2 separate regions of the Zea mays genome follow, and region 2 is linked to region 1. Evidence: chromatin contacts called from public Hi-C data. All regions are on one chromosome and are shown on one strand. The core of a region is the stretch at or near the end of the contact, and the rest is flanking DNA. Distances in the headings are between cores, read along the strand shown. Region 1 holds the start of LOC542166 (4-coumarate--CoA ligase 1). Region 2 has its middle 25 kb from the start of LOC103626698.

The links. A called contact is a pair of places that touch in the nucleus more often than the background predicts.
Region 2: a Hi-C map of tassel shows a contact between it and region 1, with 2.1 times the contacts expected there. The contact joins the enhancer-like site here to the promoter of LOC542166 in region 1. A contact is called at or near these places in 2 of 25 Hi-C or Micro-C datasets (leaf and tassel).

What each region holds. Positions count from the first base shown.
Region 1 is chr5:91,222,462-91,226,671 of Zm-B73-REFERENCE-NAM-5.0, forward strand. It overlaps LOC542166 (4-coumarate--CoA ligase 1), which reads right to left and starts at 2,682. Exons shown (of 6, transcript NM_001111788.2): 1 at 1,871-2,682; 2 at 1,097-1,450; 3 at 802-1,000. The coding sequence starts at 2,551.
Region 2 is chr5:91,470,228-91,474,554 of Zm-B73-REFERENCE-NAM-5.0, forward strand. No RefSeq gene overlaps it. Among protein-coding and RNA genes, the nearest start is that of LOC103626698, 25 kb to the right of the region's middle. Within about 2 kb of position 1,939, at least 18 of the 20 cell types and tissues checked have an H3K27ac peak or open chromatin away from gene starts, as enhancers often do. A contact at or near this core is called in leaf and tassel, where this site is marked.

The DNA of each region.
Region 1 (4,210 bases), core at 1,432-3,931:
TCCCTGCTAGCTAGCAGTACCACTCAATCATGCGGCGTGGTGGCCACATGACTCTTTTTTGTTTTTGCCAATAAAAAAAGAGGGAGTGCCATGGTCGCCCGAATGGCCAACTACCACGCGCGGCTGGCGGCTGCGGAGCAGAGAACGCGAAACGTGTGGCGTGCGGGGAATGGATTCCTCTGTCCAGCTAACCATGGTGGAACTTGGACCAGGCCAGGCCGCCACTAACAGATCCCTCCTGCAAAGTCTCCAGCTACGAATAAACTGGCGCTAACACGACCGAGCACGCCACGAGTTTTCTAGCTCGCCGTTCTTGATTTTGCAGACGATGCCGATGGTCCCTCGTATTGACGATGGCGAAAACGACAAATCACCATTTCACTGTCTGTCGGTTTGGAAAAAGGCGTTCGATCAGGCGACTGTGTGTCGCTGCGTGGCCCTAACCGCAGGGACCAAACGGATTCTTTGCAGCCAAAGTACTCGGACCAACAGGAAATTTTGTCCATGTCACCAACCTGTACCCAAGCCACGCGGGGCCCCGCGTGGCGGTGCACGCGCGCACGAGCACCACATTGGCCCACGTGGCAGTGCGCCGAGGTCGCCTCAAGCGCCAGGACGGCGTCAGAGGCGTGGCGTGCCCGCAGCTTGGTTGGCTGGTGGCGCTAATGGCATGTGAAAGTGATGCTTCGAATTCGAAGGATAGATGGCCATATTTTGCGAACACGAGCGCTATACAGCCTACAGCTGCAACTGCAAAGAAATGAGATGACAAGTCAACGGCTGGGGCGGTGTGCGGCGCACCTTTCATGATCTGCTCCCCGCGGATGCAGATCTCGCCGGGCTGGTTCCGGCCGAGGGCGGCGCCGGTGTCGGGGTCGACGATCTTCAGCTCCGCGTTCCGCACCACGGTGCCGCACGACCCGGACTTGACCGGGTACGGCTCCTTGGCGAAGGCCAGGCACATCGCCAGCACGGGGCCTGCCTCCGTCATCCCGTACCCCTGTTGCATTGCATTGCATTGGTCGGAATGGGAACGGAATGGAACGCGTGTCATCAGGAAAACCGAAAAAGCTTCGGACGACGACGACGGACGTACCTGCCCGAGCACGGCATTGGGAATCTTGGCCATGAAGGCGTCCTGGAGCTCCTTGCCCATGGGCGCGGCGCCGGACATGACCATGCGGATGGACGCGAGGTCGCCGGCGGTCACGCGGGGGCTCTTGGCGATCTCCACCACGATGGGCGGCACGAAGGGCGCGATGGTGATCACGTACCTGCGCACCAGGTCCACCAGCGCGCCCAGGTCGAACTTGCGCATGATCACGATGGTGGAGCCCGCGCGCAGGCCGGCCAGCAGCACCGAGTTCAGCGAGTAGATGTGGAACAGCGGCAGCAGGCACAGCACCACGTCGTCCTTGCGGAAGTACAGGTTCGGGTTCTCGCCATCAACCTTCATATTCATCAGCAGCCAGACACTCCCACAGTTTCAGCATGTATCAACACACAGTTCGAATGCGAAGGACAGGCATCGTCTCGGCACGAATCTCGAAGCGGCTGTCCGGTTGACTACTACTACTTGTTCGGTGGAGACAGTGGGTGAGGTGGACCAGCCGCATCCGAACAAATCGAGGAAGCTGCGGCCTCAGCGCACCCAGCGCCGGGTGAATGCAGTGCACGCCATTATTTATGAGCCCGCAACGCTGGAACGAATGTTCCTCGGCAAAGGTGGGGCCAACCAGCTTGTCCCCACATGGAGAGGGATCGGGGATGGGGATGTGATGTCACCGTGGCCACGGCGGCGGCGACGGCGACGGCGACCAAGGCGGCAGCGATAGCGAGAGGAAGGAGTAGCACCGGCCACGGTACGTACCTGCTGCGCGACGCTGGTGATGAGGCTGCGGTGGGTGAGCATGACGCCCTTGGGCAGCCCGGTGGTGCCGGAGGAGTAGGGCAGCGCGACGACGTCGTCGGGGTGGATGTCGGCGTCGGCCTCCAGCTCCTCGGCCGCGATCAGCTCGGCGAACTCCACGCAGCCGTCGAAGCGCCCGTCGACGGTGACCACGGGGATGCCCCGCTCCGCCGCGAACTCCCGCACCTTCTCCACGGCGCAGGCCTCGGTCACGATGAGCCGGGCGCCGGCCGCCTCCGCCTGGCGGTGCACCTCGTGCGGGGTGTAGAACGGGTTGGCCGTGGTGGTGGCGGCGCCCAGGCGGGCGGCGCCCAGGAAGGTGAAGGCGAACTCGGGGCAGTTGCGGAGCAGGCTCATCACCACGTCGCCCTTGCCCACCCCCATGGCGCGCAGCCCCGACGCGGCGCGCCGGGACAGGGACTCCACCTCCGCGTACGTGTACGACGCGCCCGTCAGCCCGTCGACCAGGCACGCCCGCTCCGCCACCTCACCCATCTTCCCGAAGCAGTAGGTGTGCAGCGCCATGCTGCTGTCGATCTCGATGTCGGGGAGCTTGGACCGGAACACCACCGCCTTCTCCTCCACCGCCTTCTCCTCCGCCGCCGGCACCGGCACCGCGATCGCCGCGTCTACGGAACCCATCTCAGACCTTTGCTCGCTGCCGGATGGACTGGCTTGTCGGATGTCGGGCAGGTAACGTTGCGCTGGGCAGCTGGTTGGATGGTAGTATAGGAAGGAAGGAAGGAGACGATGGCTGGTGCGGTGCGACCTCGCCGGGGCTCTGATCTCCTGGAGGGCAGAGGACCGGCTGGTGCCGAGTTATATACGAGCAGGGGAGGACAGGGAGTTGGGGAGTTGGTGAGTGGGGCCTCGAGGTGATGACTGATGGGGCCCGGCTGGAAGTGGCCAAGAGGGGGAGGTGGGGTAGGAGAGCTATGGTACGGGGTTGGTGAGAGAGGGAGGGAGAGAGAGGCTGGGCTGGGGCTGTTGTTCGTTGACTGGGACGGGGGCGCCACGTCAACGTCGTTTACCAACCCCAATATCAGCGGCTGTGTGGTGGCACGTCTTCCATTCCTCCTCCCCATCGAGCTGAGCTGAGCACTGATCAGAGCTGCCAGCCTGCCATCCCGCTGCCTGCGTTTCCGTGGCTGCGGTTGGTGACAGTGAGTGTCTGAATGTGTCCAGGACAACGGTTGTGGAACTGGAGACTATTAGGTGTTGTTTAGTTCATATGTTGCTAAGGAAATGGTAATGAAAGCTCTTAACGGCAATAGTAGTTACTAATTATAATTGGATTAGATAGTAGTACCTAATACTATTATAAAGAGCTCAACCAAACAAAATATTGATATCCATTACCTCATGTAAACGGTTTGTGTTCCATTTCAACGAATCAAATGCCACCTTAGCATTCTGCATTTCTAGAGCCTAATGTAACATATGCAAATGATGTTTGGTTTCTAGGGACTAACTTTTAGTCCATCCTTTTTATCCTGAAATTGTTAAACACGTGAACTAAAATAAAGATAATTCCTCTTTTAGTCACTGTGTTTGATAATTTAGGGGCTAAAAATTAGTCTCTAGAAACCAAACACCCCGAAGCTTTGTCTTTCCATAGGGTTTGACTAGTAGTACTATATCGGTTCATTTGCACATTGTCAATTCCCTGTTTAGGCCTTGTTCGGTTAGGGGTGAATTGAGGGAATTGGAGGGGATTAAAATCCCTTTTGAATAGGGAGGGATTTAATCCCCTCCAATACGCCCGCAATCGAACATGTCTTTATCTCCGGCAGATCCCTTATCCAATCATCTATCTCATTCATTATTTCAAGCTCCACTCTACAAACAGTATCATCTATAGTTTTGTGTCACCTACTGAAGACAATCTTAGGTGATGTACTGTCCTTCCGGCGTACTGGTGTGGTGTACCTCCACCCAATTCCCCATCAACACATTTTAAGTTCCATGGGAAGCAAAATGATGTAATTTGTACACACAACCAGACCACATGATGCTGTTATCACAGATTCCAGGGCCCTATCTAATAATTAAGGATTCAAATGAGATAGCTAATTAACTATTAGCAAGTGGATGTGTTAAAAATTAGTTCGTCAACGGTGGAGAGGTGCTAATAAGAGCTAATTGTTCATATACACCTCTAACAAACTATACAGCTACTCACTCCATTCGTTATTGGATTTTAAACTAAGCAACGCCAAATAAAAAACCCTAAACCTACCTGCTAACAGATGGATTTAAAATATACCTTATTAAAAATTAGCTAGTCATAATTAATACCTA
Region 2 (4,327 bases), core at 689-3,188, 250 kb after region 1:
AGTAAACTGGGTTTTCTGATCTGATACTATCTCCTTTGGTACTCCATGTAAGCATACAATTCGGGACATGTATAACTCTGCCAACACTGCACTATTGTAGGTGGTCTTGACTGGTATGATATGAGTCGCCTTTGTCAAGTGGTCCACTACTACCTAGATGGAGTCATAACCGACTCGAGTGCGAGGCAAACCGATTATAAAATCCATCCCAATCTCATCCCATTTCCACTGAGGAATATGCAATGGCTGCAACAAACCTGCGGGCCTCTGATGCTCTACCTTGATTCTCTGATAACTGTCACATATGGCAACATACTCTGTGATCTCTCTTTTTATCCTGTACCACCAGAATCTTTTCTTCAGGTCTTGGTACATCTTCTCGCTGCCAGAGTGTATGGAATAAGCTGTCTCATGAGCTTCCTTAAGAATCAACTCCCGAATTGATTTGTTGTCAAGAACACACAACCTATCTTTGAACCATACTATGCATTCCATGTCTTCCCAGAAATCATTGCCTTTCCCATCTAAGATCAGCTACCGAATTTCATTGATCTTCTCATCACTTTTCTGTCCATCCTTGATATCTTGTTCTATAGTGGGTTCCAGCTAAATGGTTACTCCTTGGGTGCTGTTCAGAAATTCGAGACTCAACCTGTCGAATTCCTTTGCTAGCTCATATGGCATCAGATGAGCGACCATCATGTTGACTTGACTTTTTCTGCTCAAAGCATCTGCAACCACATTAGCTTTGCCTAGGTGATAATGTATCTCTAGCTCATAATCTTTGATCAACTCCAGCCATCTTCGCTGCCTCATGTTTAACTCTGACTGGGTGAATATATACTTAAGACTCTTGTGGTTCGTGTAAACATCACACTTCTGCCCATATAGATAATGCCTCTAGATCTTCAGTGCATGAACCATTGCTACTAACTCCAGATCATGAGTGGGGTAATTTCTCTCATGAATCTTCAACTGTCGGGACGAGTATGCCACTACTCTCCCTTCTTGCATTAACACACATCCCAAACCAGTGTACGAAGCATCACAATACACTGAGAATGGCTTATGAACATCTGGCAGAATCAACACGGGTGTTGTAGTCAACTTCTTCTTCAATGTTTCAAAAGACTATTGGCACTCTGGGTCCACTTGAACTCAACTTTCTTCACTAGCAGGGCTATCATTGGTCTAGCAATCTTGGAGAAGCCTTCAATGAAACGCCGATAGTATTCGCCTGTCACACTCGGGTTTTAGGGGTCCAAAACCCGGGCGCAAAATAAACACCAGGTGTGCTAGGACCGGTTTGAGCAGCGGCAACGCCATCACCGGACCACACAAGAACCTGATTCTGCGCACAATACTTTCGAAAAATGGGCTCTAAACGTATAGCAGTGGATGGCGAACCCATGGGAGGGAAACTTACCGGCGAACATCGAGGCACAGGGACCCATCCACGGTCGTGGCAGATCTGAGGCATTAGGGTTGCTCCGATGAGCGATTCCTGAGTCAAGAATAGCCCATTCCGCCAGAAGGGGCCACGAAAACGTTCCTCGCGCCATGGCGAAGCTCCCCGGCTGGTGCCCGATGGTTCGACGGTGATGCCCATGATGCATAGTTGACGACGGCAGATTCCAATGGCGGACTTCACCCTGCTCTTCCTTGTGCAATCTCTGTAATCACGGTGTCGGTACTTCGGCTTGGGTTTTCAATGCGAGGGACGGTCACGACAATTTATAGGGACAAGGTGAGCGCCCAATGCACCGAGGTCAGGGATCCCAGCACCTGCCTCCCAACCATATCAGTGAGCAGCGCGGGATTGGTTAAGATCCTGAGCTTGAGGAGAATACTGACAAACATGGCCCACACGACGGTGATAGCAGGAGCACGTGGATGGGGAACCGCGGATGATGAGGCAGACCCATCAGTCATTGGCGCAGAGGTGGAACTGAATAGTGGGTCTGCCCTGGCAGTCACCAAAGGCACCAGCACAGCGGGAGTTTGAGCCGTGGAGACCACGGAGATGGGCCGGTGCAGGTGATTCTACCTAGGTCGAGGGGGGAAAGATTTGGCCCAAGCGCCGTTTTGCTTTCTTTGTGTTTTTTTTATTTCTTTCATATTTTCAATTCCTATCTCAATTTCAAACCTGATTTACTTTCTGTTTGAATTTCGGATTTCAACTCTCAATATATAATTCTATTGGGAATATAGATTCTATTGTTATTAATATTATTTTTATGGTAGGAAAACTCTTCTTTCCCATTTTCTATTCCAAATTCAATTATTCAACTCAAATTTATACTCTTGCTTTTAATTTCAGATTTTCCAAATGTCTCAATTGAAATCAAATTTTAATATAAACTATAGTATTTTAAATATTACTATATTATTCTCCTTCCCATTTTTGACTGTAACAATAATTGACTTTATTACAAATTTCTCTTCTCATTCTCTAATTCCCAAAGCACTATAATAACTATATTTGTTTATTTATTTTATTAATATTATTATTCTTTTTCTACTAATTTTGGGTCTTACAAATCCTACCCCCTTAACAGAAAACTCATCCTCGAGATTTGTAAGAAAAAGGATTACACCAAGATTGGTTTGTAATTGAGATTGTAGTTTCTAATTGATTCAAAAATTAAGAGTCTCTCTCTTTTTAATACTATTTAGTAGGTGATTAGAAATGCATGGGTATCTTCTATGTTTAGACACACAGTTAGGTAAGAAGAGAGATGGTTAGAGTGAGGTTAGCTGATGGTAAGAAGAACTTGGTAAGGGAAGACTCCTATTCTTCCATGTCGAGGTTGATCTAGGTCACCAATTTAGGCTCAAGTGAATTTAGAGTATGGCCTTATCCTTTGTACCAGCATTCAGTAACTCACACTAGATTAGATCATATTATATTAGATGGGATCTAGATTAGATTGGATATGACTAGATTAGACTAGTTTAAGTTAGATACATCTACTAAGGTAGGATAAATATTGTTAGGATATGTTAGAATCTCTGTTAAGTTAAAACAGAGGGGTTATGCAACTAACTGATGGGTAAGGTAGTTGCATATGCTCGGGTTGGTCTGTCATTGTTTATTTAGTGCAGAGTGAACTAAGATTAAACATGTTCTATAGGAGTAGAGTCTCATTTATTTTACCACTATTAACTGGTTAAGTGACTGACCTTAGGTTAGCTCAACTTAAGGTTAGTCTTCGTTGGGATAGATTAACTTGTTAGATTGAATTAGATCTAGAATAAATTGATACGACTATTTTAGACTAGATAAGATCTAAATAAATTTTGAATTAGCTCATGGTTGTTACACTAGTGTGGGATAAATATGCTAATTAGGGCAAGATGAATCCATAAGGATAAGGTAGAATCTTTTGAGGTCAATTAGATCTATTAGGATGAGATAAAATCTTTTCAAGATAAGATGAGTCTACTAAGGTAATAGAGTATCTTTTAAGATAAGATGGATCTATTAAGCTAGATATATTTTAATTAGGATAGGTTAGGATCTTTTGAGATAAGGTGGATCTATGAGTGTAGGATAGAATCTTTTAAGATGAGATGGATATTGTTAGGCTAGATACTTTAATGAGGGATAATCTAGTTTGTCTAGTTATTTTTATAAGCATTTTTATACGTATATGCAGATGTAATTGTGGACATTACTCCACAACTCATCACACTCGATCAAAGATCCAAATCAGACAAGTATCATAAGAACAAACATTCAAGTGTATAGATACCTACAAAAATAGTTTTGTTTTTGTTCCTAAGATTATGTCTCCTATTCCTAAAAGTCACTTTAGGTACAGGATTTCGAAGTGTGAAATCCACTTTTGTCTTTAGAAGGAAAAGGTAAGAATAATCAGAGTAAATCAGCAGTGGATGAGAAAAGATTAAGGGAAGTTTTAGAAAGAATCAGAGTAGCAAAGGTAAGTAGACAATGGTTGTCTAGTTCTATCTAGGTTTTGTCCTACAGTCAACATCCCTCTGATACCACTTCTGTCACACGCGGGTTTTAGGGGTCCAAAACCCGGGCGCGAAATAAACACCAGGTGTGCTGGGACCAAGTCTCACACATATGATGAATAGTGGAATAGAAACGAATGTCACATCTTTACTAAATAATAGGAGTTCTGTACAAAATAAATAAATAATTACATCATAAGAATACAACGATCCAGCAACCCAAAGTTGACTAGGAGACGATGGCCTAGACCTCTGACGAGCTCATCACAGCATCCTCCATACGTCTCATCCTGCGGTACCTGTTCTTGACCTGTGGGGGGTGAGACAGCAAGAGTGAGCTCACATA